2 separate regions of the Gasterosteus aculeatus genome follow, and region 2 is linked to region 1. Evidence: chromatin contacts called from public Hi-C data. All regions are on one chromosome and are shown on one strand. The core of a region is the stretch at or near the end of the contact, and the rest is flanking DNA. Distances in the headings are between cores, read along the strand shown.

Region 1 (2,700 bases), core at 104-2,603:
GGACCTCCTGGAACAGGTGGCCCGTGGCCACGGTGTCCAGCTTGGTCTTGTCGATGACCTTCACCGCCACTTTCTCTCCGGTGAACACGTGGCGCGCCAGCTTGACCACGGCGAAGTGGCCGCGGCCCAGCGTCTTGTCCAGGTCGTACAGGCCGGCGATCTTGCCGTCGTAGCCCCGCTTGAAGCCCGCCATGGCTGGAGAGGGCGACAGGGAGAGGGGAGCCCCCACTGCAGGCGGGGGCGGGTTGGCGGAGTCGTGTGGGTCCAGCTTAGAGCAGTTCATCGACGGCGGGGGGAGAATCCCATGGTTCCAACTTCCTACAGGACAGGAAACAGGTAGTATACATCAACAAACACTGACTGACTCACACAGCTTAAGATATAAAGATAAAACGATACACAGTTCTATGGTTTCATCTCGATTTGAACAACAATAATAACATATATCGACCCACTGGCTTAATCACAGCGAGCACTAATAGTGCACGTTGGCGCATTAAAGCTCCAGACAGAGGAGGAGGAGGAGGGCTTGTTTTGACAGGATGGCTGCTGCCCTGAAGGAGGCTAACGTGTCCTGGCGTACTGCCTCACGCCGCAACAATAAACCGAGTTCCCAAAAATCGCAATAATATGCTTTCTTTAGTCGCGTGCATTGGCAGCTCTTTCGCTACCATGGCGGAGTTTGACAGTCGGGCCCGGCGGTCGCACCGACAACTTAGCGTTAGGCTAACGTTACCGGGGGGCTAGCTCGTTGTTCATTGATTAATACACGTTAGCTTACTAGCCGACTGGCGTGAAGAGCTTCCGGTCCTCCGCGTCAAAATGTCCCCCGCTAATTCACAAACCCAGCTGAGGAATAATCTCCTCGCAAATACAGGTAGCAGTGTAACAGGCGGCTGGCGGTAAGAGTACACGGCGGATTCACGTCACACACGGTTAGCCGTAGTTAGCATGTAGCAGGCTAAAGTTACTGTACCGCTCGCTCAGCTTACCTCTCCAGTTTCGCTCCGGTAGACATAAAGCACACGAGTCCGGTGCCGACCGGGTGCCTTGGCTCCTACGGGTGTTCTCTATTGAAGCTTACCGCAAACTGTCACGGAAGTGACCGCGGCACTCAGAGGGTGCCTATGCCCTGGGTGCGTCTGTAAAACGGGGCATCGCATCGGTGGTAACGGCAGCCCTAGTCGGTATCGTTGCGTCCTCCCAGCCGCGGCGGTGGGGTTGTGATGTTGCCTTCACGTGCCGAATAAAAATGTCGATGTTTTCAGTACCACCCGAGTTGGCCAGGATAGCCATGGGGACTCGTTGCACACCTGGTTGGCGATTATGTTCACTGTTAAAGGAAATGTAACTTGTTGCATTTCACGTTTTTAGTATTGTTAGAATCATTGTTCGTCTTCTCGTTGGACACGTTTGTTAGGTTGCATTCACTATATAAGGAAAACACTCCAGGCTCAGGGTTTTGTACGAGGACCACGGAAAGGCAGCACGAGCATCGCCAGCCGCCTTCAACTCTGACGTCAAACGTTGTCTTTCGATTGGGAAAGGTTGCTGAAGCGATATTGTATTTAAATTAAACAACAATGAATGGCTGTACGCTGTTTTTGACAAAGACATGCCATATTGGGGCAATATTTGTGTATCATGGTAGGAAACATGGTTTAAATGTGCAATTGATCGATTACCTGTTTGTGAGTTATTGGTCCTCCCAATAAATGGCATGGAGTGGCATCTAGTGGCGGACATTTCACTTGCTTTGAATACCAAAATCAACTTTCTTATAATTGCAATGGAGCCACGAGTTACTGTTGTTATTGTTATTATTGTTATTGACGTTTGTGCTTTTCCAGCTTAAAACTCAAATCAATTAGGTGCTTTCAATTAGTTGTATTTGATGATACAACAAAGGAGAGGCAATATGGGCAAAAACATTGTTTTTCCTGCACTGATTCATGAAGTTATTTACTTCTTTGTCTATTCAGGTCTGTGGATTCATCGAAATTCATTGAATGTAAGCACTGGATAATGCCTCATCTCAACATAACATTTCCACAAACTGGAACTGCCTTTTAAGCAGGTGGATGTGTGTCATTACAGTGTGTGGACTAATCGGGCAGAAAGTAACACCTCGCTACCTTATGTCATTTTTTTACTTTTGGGTTTTAAACGGTCAGAGACAATGTGAAATGAGCTGTCAGTCAAATAGGACTGAGATTGCTGATACATCTTTCTGAATGTTGCAATTGTTTGTGGATCCTAAGTGGCATTAATTGTGTCTTGACATTGCTTTAAATCTAAATTTATTTACGGTTTCCCTTTCTCAGTGCAGACCTGTCGTTTGTTTATAGAGCTATCACAGTACTCTTGAAGGGATGTATTAAAATTCATATTTTTAACCCCTTTTCTGCTTTTATGTCACTTATTCTTGGTAAATATGTATTATTTTATTTATTACATTACATTTCATGTCATTTAACTACGCTTTTATCCAAGCGACCTACAGTAAGTGCATTTCAACCATGAGGATAAAAACCCATTTATCTTTTTAATATCATAATCATTTATAACCAACCATATAACTACTTCTCAACTTGTCAAAGTAGCTAATGATTTGGTTATGATTTTCATAAAACATCACAGGCAGTGTTGCTTTCTAAACTCTAGATGGGAGTATTGCCTCTTATTTGACTCGTCCCCACG
Region 2 (2,700 bases), core at 189-2,688, 120 kb after region 1:
AAATAACACACAAAATAAACTACTTGATGCTGCTTCTGAAATTGTGACATGAACGTGCTGGAATGCATCGGCATCAGTATTTAGGCTTCGTCTTTTCAAGAGCATTTTTCATCACACCCCCTCATGTACATACACACTCGGTGCACTGGTTGGAGAAAACATGCAGTTGACTTGAATCAAACCTTAACCTCAGGTAGAACATGATGGTTTGGCTTTAAATATGTACGTTATTAACCTGACTTCATGAGTCATAACAAGTAATGACGCATTCAAACTCCTCCCCTCCATGTTTTTCCTTTGTGTTCTTTTTTGTCTTCATTAGGCGTAAAACTTGCATTGTCTCTACTAACCAGTCATTTAAATACAAAACAGCAAACTTTTGAATTAGATTAGATCCAAAGTGACTCACTGATTCAGTGGTGTCTTTTGAGCATTCTTACTTTGTATATACTTCTTACAGGGTAGTTAAATACAAAGCTTAGCCTCGTCCTGCCACGGCTACCCATCTAACTTCTTCTTCTCTGCTTCGTCCAGTTCCTCTGCCCTCATCTGTCTCGCATTACTTTTGTCCAAAGTCTGCTCATTCCTCAGCTCGTTTCTTTTCGCCCTCATTATTTTTGTTCTGTTGCCGTCTCTCCTCCTTCCTCGCCTTTTTCTCTTCATCTTACTCCATCCAGTTTTAGTTTTACTGTAGGAATTCCATAGGAAGTGCACCACCCCGGCCATGTTGTCCACTCATTCCAAGTGATGCCAGAACCGTTCCCTGTTAAGAAAAGAAAACGTTATTTTTGAAACACTGTGTGGGGTTGAGGTCAGTGTGAAGTACTCCAGGAGTAGAGACCATGAACTCACTACGCTGTTTGCTGAGGGAATAAATCCAGTGAGAGCCGGTCCTTTCCTCGTAGACTTCTATACAATCACATTCCTTTTTAAACCAGAAGAGTTACACCCTGCTGGTCGGTAGCCAATTATGCAGCTTTAAAACACTTCCTGGGAAGACTACAGGTTCACTTACCTGATGTTCTTCTGTTTACACACGTAGGAGCCTCATTCAGGACTTTTAAGACAATCGGCCTTACTCGGCAGAACCGGAGGTAACCGAAAGAATCGAAAGCGACATCAAGATTCTTGGCTGTCAAATCATTCAGTTTCTTAAGTTAAGCCCTAAAAATGATTGTGACGATGCCGTATTCTGAAGATCTCAAGGATGAGAGCCAGGGATCAAGATCAGAGATCAAGGATGAGGGCGATCAACTAAGCAAATAGATGTTTTATTGTGTGTGTGGATCCGACATTCCCCTGCAGACCAATGCAACAAGGCCCTTCTGGGCCCACAACACCAGCTCTGGTACAGAGAGTAGAGGGCACTGTATACCATTTGTCCTGCAGGTTACTTCCAGGTCTGTCAGAGACAGTGGATGTGCAATTACAGCTTTATGTTTTTCAAGTATTTTAGCCAAACTAACGTGGTCGAGTGTGATCTTTACGTCCCTCCCTCTCCAGAGGGAACGTGTCATCTCCATTCTTTGGCTACTGCGAAAGAAGAAGTGCACTTCTGCCTTCTAGTGGACACAAACCAGACCGCAGTTCCACTGCTGCCCAGTCATTTCTGCTTCAAAGTTTATTTTTGTCAGAATCAGAATCACATTTGCGTCTATCTCTCGTCACACATGGACAGAAATATAATTATCATTTAGGAACAAGGACAAAAACGCTGGACAAGACTGTGAAACTAGTGAAATAAATATATTTACACAATATTTTATTTATATATATGGAGAGCATCCACAACAAATATCCCACTTTTGAAACAACCTTCAAAACAGCACTTGAGTTTTCACATATATGTATTCATTCATACATTAGAAAATCAAACAGCATTTGAAATCAGCATTAAACTGCTGCGAATGATACTGTACATTACTACAGACACCAACGAGCTGCAAAGTAGAAATATTTGTTAGAGAAGAGCGTAACTTCTCACAAGGGACATAATTTGCTGTACTCTCCAATTCTAAAATAAACATTCTACGATGACATACTACAAACAAATAAAATGATAAAGAGGATACTATGTCCCCTTTAATAGGTCTCACATCGTAGACTGAGATGACCATGCCTTTTTGGCAGTGGCAGCTGGTGGATTTTTTTTTTTTGGTAGCCAGTTTCAGTAAACATCTGGTGATTCAATGCAAAAAAAAAGGTATCAAACACGTATTATTACTTTGCAGTAAATATTTAACATTTATTCCAACAAAATAAGGAATCTTCATACAATTCAGTATATATATTCAGTATGTATATACTGTATACCAAACAATATTCAGTAAATGATATAACTTCCATATTGTAACTGTATAAATATACAATATAATTATCATAAATATCATAATAAATGTATTATGTTAAGGGATAAATATATTACATATACATATAAATATATTTTTATAACATCTATTAGAACATGTGTATATATATATATATATATATATATATATATATATATATATATATATGAGATGCACCTATGAACATAGGGGAAACCCCCAATCAGTGTGTTGAGGAAAGACCAAGTCAAAAGCCCCACAAAACTTCACACAATGAATCATTTTGGATTAAATGTTTTTGTCAAAAGTGTTCCCTGTTTTCATCCATGTCCTGGTTGTGTGTCCCCACGCAGTCTTGGTCTGTCGCAGCTGG

Evidence for each region. Hi-C and Micro-C count contacts between places; a contact is called where the count stands out from the background.
Region 2: a Hi-C map of skeletal muscle shows a contact between it and region 1, with 8 times the contacts expected there. The contact joins the enhancer-like site here to the promoter of snrka in region 1. A contact is called at or near these places in 4 of 6 Hi-C or Micro-C datasets (skeletal muscle, tail fin and whole body).

Annotation. Positions count from the first base shown.
Region 1 is chr20:18,272,164-18,274,863 of fGasAcu3.hap1.1, forward strand. snrka (SNF related kinase a) reads right to left here and starts at 1,354. Exons shown (of 8, transcript XM_040164213.2): 1 at 993-1,354; 2 at 1-318. The coding sequence starts at 283.
Region 2 is chr20:18,389,708-18,392,407 of fGasAcu3.hap1.1, forward strand. LOC120811232 (voltage-gated potassium channel regulatory subunit KCNG2-like) reads right to left here. Exons shown (of 4, transcript XM_040166492.2): 4 at 1,734-2,700. Among protein-coding and RNA genes, the nearest start is that of LOC120811232, 9.4 kb to the right of the region's middle. Within about 2 kb of position 1,439, at least 1 of the 9 cell types and tissues checked has open chromatin away from gene starts, as enhancers often do.